Regions from separate parts of the Sus scrofa genome. Here region 1 is linked to region 2. Evidence: chromatin contacts called from public Hi-C data. All regions are on one chromosome and are shown on one strand. The core of a region is the stretch at or near the end of the contact, and the rest is flanking DNA. Distances in the headings are between cores, read along the strand shown.

Region 1 (4,020 bases), core at 145-2,644, 260 kb before region 2:
TGGGGTCAGCTCTTCACCTAAGGCAATTATCATACAACCTCTATGAGCCCTGGTTTCCTCCTATGGAAAATGAAGACAGAAACCAGAGCATCTATTCAGGAACGTGTTGGGTACATGGGAAAACCCCTCTAAAGCATTGAGCTCAGCAACTGTCACAAAATTGTCACAGCCTCCTCCTCTGGAGCCTGTGTTCAGCACTCTGACCCCACCCTGTTAGGGTACTGCTCTGTAAAACGGGCCCCAGGCCCCAGATGTAGGAGGTTGGCGGGGTACTGAATGCCCCGGGCAGCTGTGGCTTCCAGGTGATCTCTTCCCTGAGGCAAAGTCCAGAGCTCCGCAAGCAGCTCGGGGCAGTGGCGACGGAACCCTGGAAAAACTCTCCCGACCAGTTCCTCTGATTAGTCGGGCCTCACTTTCCTCGTCTGTAAAATGAGTTAGCTGGAAAGAGCGCTGGAAGTCCACTCCTTCTTTACTTGCCCCCGGCCGCCACCCCCGTATTCCCCCAAACCTTATGCGTTAGCTGATAGAAGAGCCCCAGGCGATAAGCAGCGCCCAGCAAGGCGGCCACTAGCGTCCCGAAGGCCAGGAACAGGAAAGAGGGGAAGAAGCCCCCAGCAGGGGCGGCGGCCGCGGGGGTCTCCATATGGTAGCACCTAAGAAAGAAAGGAGAGCGCTAGGACATTGGCGCGACAACCGCGACCTCAGAAGGCATTCCCCCACTCCCAGCTCAGATTCCGAACCACGCTCCTTGTCGCGAGTTTCTGAGCGACCACGCCCCTTACACCGCTAGGCTCCGGACCAGGCCAAGCCCCTCGGGGATCAGGCCAAGCCTCTTGCAACACCAGCACCGCCCCCGCCACCCCCCGCCTCCCCGCATACCTCACCATGACCACCTAAACTGTGCCATCACAGGTCAAAGCGGCGACAATGCCTCAAAAGAGTTATTTTCCCATTTACTTGCTCCTCAATGGATCAGCGGGAAGTTCCGCCTCTCTTTGCCATCAAGGACCAAGACTCTCAGCCCTGGAGATGAGCCCATCCTACATCTACGCCCCCCAAGTTAGCGTGCGCGACACTGTCTTCAAGCCAGGCCCCTCTCCGCTAGCAAGCGCCCAGGCCCGAGCCTAACCCCCAACCCCAGGCAGCGAGGTCTGGACGCACCGGGATGCTTCTCCGACCCACGGGGCACTTTAACCTTCACCTACACGAAAATCCGCCGACTCCGGTGTAATTAGGCGCCCTTCGTGTCACGTGACGGGGCGCGCAGCCTGAAGAGGCTGGACCCGGAACCTATGACCTTGCCCCTTTCGCCCACTTGGATCAGGGCGCCCGGTAGTCCAACTCGAAGCGCGTGGGCGGAACTGACCGGTAGCCATGTTCCGGTACACAGGCACCTCCCATAAGAGCCCTCCCTCTTACTGGCTGCCTCTGCACAGGTTCCGCCCTCTCTCGCTTCTCATTGACTCTCACTGCAGGCCTTTTACAAAAGGCCGCGCCCCTTTGCTGCTTCCAAGAGCCAGCCCTTCATTTGGCGGATTGTTGCGGGCCTCCGCAGATTCCCTGCGCTCTGAACCCAGGCGGCTTTCCGCAACCGCGGCGCTGAACACCTCTTCTCGTAGGCGGAGCCTGAACAGTCACGGTCTGAACAGTCACGGTCCCTTTGCCAGAGTCCACATCTTTCGGGACCTCACCCCCAACAAACCTCGCCCTCTCGATCTAATACCAGACTCCACCTCCCATCCTACCGCAATACTGCCATGGAAGAGGCCAGGTCCCCACCCTCTCCTTTTTTTTTTTTTTTTGTCTTTTTTTGTCTTTTTGCCATTTCTTGGGCCGCTCCCGCGGCATATGGAGGTTCCCAGGCTAGGGGTTGAATCGGAGCTGTAGCCACCGGCCTACGCGAGAGCCACAGCAACTCCAGATCCGAGCCGCGTCTGCAACCTACACCACAGTTCACGGCAACACTGGATCCTTAACCCACTGAGCGAGGCCAGGGATCGAACCTTCAATCTCATGGTTCCTAGTCGGATCCGTTAACCACTGAACCACGATGGGAACTCCTCACCCTCTCCTATTGAGAAACATTTCTGTTTCTCCAGTTTGGGGCTATTACAAAGCCCCTATGGACAATCATACCAAGTGTAAATGAAACGAGAAAGCTTCAGAAGTGGTGATGGAGAACAGAAGCCAGTGAGGAGCCAGTGAGGTCATGGCCAAGGACCACGGAAGACCATAGATCAAGACCTTACCGCCAGAGAGGGCAGGAATATTCACAACATATTTAAATTGCTAAATCCGCGAACTTCCGTGTGTGTTTCCCATGCATCCTTTGAAGTTTATTGTCTGTTATGACTTTAACATTTATTTTGGGAGTTCCTGTCGTGGAGCAGCGGAAACGAATCCGACTAGGAACCCTGAGGTTGTGGGTTCGATCCCTGGCCTCGCGCAATAGGTTAAGGATCCAGCGTTGCAGTGAGCTGTGGCATAGATCACAGAAGCAGCTCAGATCTGGCGTTGATGTGGCTCTGGCGTAGGCTGTCAGCTATAGCTCCGTTTAGACCCCTAGCCTGGGAACCTCCATATGCGGCTGATGCAGCCCTAAAAGGACAAAAGACCAAAAAAAAAATTATTTTTCATGTGGATTGGACGTTTCTCCCCAAGTCTGTGGGTCACCAGCCATAAAAAACCCCATTCCGGCTTGGAAGACAGTTTGAACTGGATGCTGTGGATGCTGGATGGTGACTCACTAGGCTGTGTTCTTGGAGAAGATGCTACACGTGAGAAGGAGCATATGGTTGGTGTATGACCCTGAGAGGCACCAGTCCTTCTGGTTCAACCTGTCTAAGAAGATGTCTTCACATCTTTTCAGCACCAAGATATTTACAAGACAAATAACTCCTCTTGCTAATACTGAGTGCCTCTCATAACATTAACTTTTTAAATTTTAATTGTAGCAAAATACACATACAGTGAAATTTACCAATAGCATTATGTACATTCACATTGTTGTGCAACCATCACCACCATACCTCTCCAGATTGATCTTTTTCATCTTGTGAAACTGAAACTTCACAGCCATTAAACAGCAACTCACCATGCCTCCTTCCACCCAGTCCCTGGCAACCACCATTCTACTTTCTGTCTCTATGAATCTGACCACTCTAGTTAATTCATATAAGCAGAATCATACAATATTTGTCTTTTTGTGTGTCAGACATTTCATTTAGCATAATGTAATGTCCTCGAGATTCTTCTATATTTTAGCAGATGTCAGAATATCCTAGAGTTCCTGCCATGGTGCAGTGAGTTAAGAATCCAACTGTAGAAGCTCAGGTCACTGCAGATGTGTGGGTTCAAATCCCAGCCCCGCAGTGGATTAAAAGATCCAATGCTGCCACTGCTGCAGTATAGGTCGAAGCTGCAGCTCAGATTCAATTCCTGGCCTGGGAACTTCCATATGCTGTGGGGGCAGCCATAAAATAAATTTTAAAAAAAGAATGTCCTTCCTTTTTGAGATTGGATAATATTCCATTGTGTAAATACACCACATTTTGATGATCCATTCATCTGTTAAATGTTCTACCTTTTAACTATTGCAAATAATGCTGCTTTGAACATGAGTATACAAATACCGAAGACCTTGCTTTTGATTCTTCTGGTTATATACACAGAAGTCAAATTTCTAGATCATACAGCAATTCTGACTTTAATTTTCAATCTTTTGAGGAATCACCATACCATTTTAAAATAGTAGCAGAGGAGTTCCCATTGTGACTCAGAGACAACAAACCCAATTAATATCCATGAGGATGCGGATTCAATCCCTGACTTCACTCAGTGGGTTAAGGTCCAGTATTGCTGTGAGCTGTGGTGTATGTCACAGACGCAGCTCAGATCTTGCATTGCTGTGGCTGTGGTGTAGGTCAGCAGCTGCAGCTCCAATTTGAGCCCTCGCCTGGAAACTTCCACATGCCATAAGTGTGGCCCTTGTGTAGAAACTAAAGTAAACTAAAATAAAAA
Region 2 (4,497 bases), core at 436-2,935:
CTCTGTTGTGCCCTGTCTACACTGTCTTCTGCAGAGCCCTTATCACTGCCTATCTGCTTCCCCAACTTCAATGGTCCCAAGGACAAGGGCCAGGTCTGTTTTGCATCTCTCACATCCCTAGGGTCCAGCACAATGCCTATCACTACTCAGTAATGACCTGAGAATCAATGAATAGACAAGGCAGTTTCATGTAGAAGATCACACAGCTATCAAGAATCAAAGTCAGCAAATGAACTGAGTCTGGGTGTGAGCGCTTGATGACCATGACTACTGCTTCTCTGGATGCCCCTCCCTTGACCAAGGCTCAAGGCTATGTATGCCTGGGACAGGAAAAGCTCAAGAGTGAAGAAAGCTGGGTGTCTCCTTGGTGCTTTGCATGCCAGAGAGAAAGCTGTGGCCAACCTGGAGCAAAACATTGACTCCCAGGCCCAAGAGTTCCCTGTGAGTGTAACCAGCCTGGCCAGCACCCATGCCACCTGTGCCACTCACCCCTGAGGTCTGGCAGTTCCTGCTTACTGCCATGAGGAACCTCTGCAGCCACTCTGCTGCTCAGCCGATTGGCCACCTGCTCCAGGGCCCCAGGGACAGGCAGGCTCTTCTTGGGGAGCGAGGGAGAGCCCAAGTCCATGGCCACCATTGTGTTTTCCTCAGAACCCAGGCCTGTGAGGTTAGGAAGACAGGCTCAGCCCAGGCAAGGCGCAAGGTCTCTACCCTTGTAAGGACTAAGGGTAGCGGTGAAGTGGTGGTGGTGATGGGAGCCTTCTTCCTCCTTCTTGGTGCCTGCTCTCACTTTGGGGTGCAGCTCACCCCATGAAAGCTGAGGCTCCATCCATAACCCCGAGCACCAATATGACGCAGAGATGTCGAGGGTGCCAACTGACAGCAGAGACTAGGAACAGTTTCCACCTACCAGAACACAGACAGGTCAGGGGACGCAGTGCTAGTCTGAACCAAGACTTCCATCTTAGCAGGTCTCAGAGAAAATATCTCTCTGGGCAGAACTTGTGGAGAGGAGCATCTGTCAGTCTTGGGGGCGGGTAGGTGGCAGTCAGAAGGGGAATTCAGTAAGACAAGGCCAGGGTCAGAGGCCAGACAGGCAGTGCAGAAGCGGGGAGCCCAGGACAGGAAGGAGGCTCCAATGGGACTTGTAGGGAACCTCTACCAGACAAGACAGCTGGGGCTGGGGCTGCAGACAACTTATCAGGAGCTAAGCCCTAGGTGGAGTAAGGTAAGAACTGGGAACCTGGACTGACAGGGATCTGACTGGTGACAATGAAAATGTGAATTACAGAACTTTATAAGAAGTTTCTGAGGCATCCTTTAGGCCAGGAAGCTTCTCTGGGTGAGGTGTATAGGCGGACAGAGAGTCAAAAGTGAGTTTTCATGGTCTAATTGCTCAGAGAAAGGGGCCTGAGAGGCCTGTTGAGCCCCAGAGCATGGAGAGAGATCTGAGAATGAGGGAACTGTGTCAGATGGCGCCTTGGAGGTGCTCGGTGTTATGAGTTGGGGGCCAGGCGGATCCCCGGTTCAGTCTGAGTCCTACAGAGGCAAGGAGAAAGCAAGTAAGGGGGGGCCTACCGGGGCTCGGGACACCAAGGACTTTGTCAAAGTGTTTGGGTAGAGTAGGCGCGTCTGTCAAATGGGGAGGGACCGTGTCAGGGCTGAAGTGACTTGAGGTGGGTTTCCGCGCCGGAAGAACTGTGGTGAGAGACGATCCAGGGGCTCCAAGGGGTTTAAGGGGCATCTGTCAGATGGGGTGAGGATCCCGAGGGGCAGCGGCGGAAAGTGTTTCTGAAGCCCGGGACCCTTCAAGCCGCGACAGGAGGCCCAGGGTCCCCGCGACCAGAGGGCCTGGGGGGAGGGGAAGTCCCGGAGACTGGACGGCGGGCGTCGGGGGCGGCGGCGGTAGCAGGGGGCGGGCGGGATGACGGCTTTGCCCTCCCCGCACCCTCCTCGGCGCGGGCTCTTACCCGGCGCGGGCGCGGGCCCGGGCCCCGGCTCCGGCTCGGCCTTGGGCCCGTCCCGCGGCGGCGGCGGCGGCGGCGGGGGTGGGGGCGGCGGCGGCGGCGCGGGGAGAGCCGCGGGGCCCGGGCTCGGGGGGCCAGGCGGGGGCGCCCCCGCGGGCGCGCGCTCCCGGGCGCCCCCCGCGCGCGGCCCCGCCGCCGCCTTGCTCTCCGCTTTTGTCACTCTGCACTGGGCGGTGGAGGCGGCCATCTTGGCTCCGGCGCACGCGGGGCGGCCGCCCCAGGCGGGAGCAGCCGAGCGCCGAGCGCCGCCGCCACAGAGGCCGCTCCACTCCGCCCCGCCCCTCGGGGCGCGCCCAGGACAGCCAGCCGATCGCCGAGCACAGAGAACGAAACCCTTGTCCTTCCGCGCCGGACTAGCGAGGAGCTAGTGGACGCATGCACACAGGACTCCGAGCGGCCCACGACTGCAGCCCCACCCCGTGCCTCGGCGAGCCGGGACACTCTCTCCCAACTCCGGACATCCCTAAGACTACAATGGGAATCCTCCGGCCACACGCATCCGCCTTAACAGTATCCAGGCTCCTGGAGCCCGACGGGCGGAACTAGGACCTGCCCCGGGACCTTGTTCCTTTCCCTTCCTTGGAAGTCTCTCCCCTCCGGGTCGGGAATCCTGGAAGACATCTGATCGCCAACCAGGAGGATCCCCCAACACGACCCTGGTATCCAGCTGTCCCCCCATGGCGCTGTCCCTCAATCCTACTCCAACCCAGGCTGGCACATTTCAAGCACAACCCGCTTCTCCCTCCCCAGTACTAAACCTATTGACCCTAGTTGTTACTTGACAGCTGGGTGGGGCCAGCTTCTGACAGTTGCCGCCCCCAACCTGGCATCTACTTCCTACTGCCCACTTAGGGGTGGGAGAGATTTCTAAAGATAGCCATGCAGGGTTGGTGCCCAGACGTAGCCCTAATCTAGGACATCTTTCCTCAAGGCAAGGCTTCCAGGAACTTCTCAACCACTCCTTTACACCCTCATCCTCAAGGTGTTCACTGAAAGATTGATCAGAGCTTCCCCTCAAGGACAGGGCCAGTGCTGTACCAGGCTAACTCCTTATGCCCCAATGATTTGACCAGCTCCCTCAGCACTAACTGAGGGCTGGTACATTGGTTTTCTGGTGGAAACAGCTTAGCTAGAGCTGAACCTGGCTACTAGATGCATGCTGCCATCCCTGGGATGCCTGGCCCAGGTGCCAGGTAAAGGGTCTAAGCCTGACGTTCAGGCCTCTGCTACAGTGACAGAAAGAAGGGGGTAGGGCTGGAGTCTACGAATTGCTTCCTATGCCCCCCAGCCATCTTCAGAGCAAGTGCCACCTTCCACCCACTATTGAGAAACCACAAACCTACGTGAATTGAATGCTCAGGGGAGAGCCTTCACAGAGGCAAGAAGCCTGAAGTCACATCCCAACTCTGCCTCTTCTGAAAGTGTGACCTCAACCAACTACCATCCTCTGTGCCTCAGTCTCCTTCTGGTGTAAGGAGGAGAGGGGGTTTTGATAGCCCCATTCTTCCCTTTGCAGACCCTCAAGTGCCCCCTCACTGGAAAGGAGACCTGTGGATGAATCCAGCAGAGCTCTGAGTACAGATCTAGGTAGGACCCTGGAAACTCCAGATAGGAGAAACAGAGAAGGAAGCATGAGCCCCAAGCAGCTCCTAGACAGTTCCCCCTGTTCAGGCATCTTCTCCATCCCTCAGAGCCCACCTTCTCCTTACTGCTGAGTTTTCTGCTTTGAGGTTCAGTAAACACAAAGTCAGGCTTTGTAAGATGGGGTCCTTCACTTTTCCATTCCCTCCACAGTGTCCATCCCCAGCCAGGCTCCTTCACAAAAAAATTACTTCTGGATTTCTCAAGCCATCCTCCACCAAGAAGCCACCAAACATGGCATCCAGAAGTCTAGCTCTGCTGTTTTGTGGCTGTGACAAAGCAGATGACCCACAGTTTTCTTATCCATAAATAGGAACACGATAATCCTTAGCTCCATGGAATTGTTTTGAGGTATGAGATGAAACCTTAGTACACAGCAAGCCCCCAATTACGGGAGGGGCTGGACAAAGTAGGCACCACTGAAATTCTAGAATGTAGAGTCTATATCTGCACTGTCTTGATCACCACAAACTTTATACTAGTTGCATTTCAAGTGCTCAACAGCCATATGTGGACAGTGGTGGCCCTGTGGGACAGTATGGTTATCTAGATAACATTTCCATCAGCTCTGAAATTTCTACCAGACAGTGCTGCTCTAGACAAAAGATATCATTAAGAGCAAGGATTCTGGAGCCTAACCTTCCTGGGCTTTCAAATACTAGCTCCATATACTTTCATCTGTATGACCTCTGTGCCTCAGTTTCCTAATCTGTAAACTGGTGATAATAACAGCCACCTCAAAGGGTTGTTGTAAGGATATAAATGAGTTCCTGTTTGTAAAGTGCTTAGAACAGTATCTGGCTTCCAGTAGTAGTTCGATAAGCCTATG

Evidence for each region. Hi-C and Micro-C count contacts between places; a contact is called where the count stands out from the background.
Region 1: a Hi-C map of retroperitoneal adipose tissue shows a contact between it and region 2, with 1.9 times the contacts expected there. The contact joins the promoter of ILVBL here to the enhancer-like site in region 2. A contact is called at or near these places in 1 of 5 promoter capture datasets (fetal skeletal muscle), 2 of 47 Hi-C or Micro-C datasets (alveolar macrophages and retroperitoneal adipose tissue) and 2 of 2 datasets of contacts at active chromatin or transcription factors (alveolar macrophages and skeletal muscle).

The regions. Positions count from the first base shown.
Region 1 is chr2:62,432,742-62,436,761 of Sscrofa11.1, reverse strand. ILVBL (acetolactate synthase-like protein) reads right to left here and starts at 1,394. Exons shown (of 16, transcript XM_003123453.5): 1 at 1,206-1,394; 2 at 509-653. The coding sequence starts at 643.
Region 2 is chr2:62,168,114-62,172,610 of Sscrofa11.1, reverse strand. The region is part of intron 3 of WIZ (protein Wiz); the gene reads right to left. Among named protein-coding and RNA genes, the nearest start is that of AKAP8L, 14 kb to the left of the region's middle. Within about 2 kb of position 1,685, at least 71 of the 83 cell types and tissues checked have an H3K27ac peak or open chromatin away from gene starts, as enhancers often do. A contact at or near this core is called in alveolar macrophages, fetal skeletal muscle, retroperitoneal adipose tissue and 1 more, where this site is marked.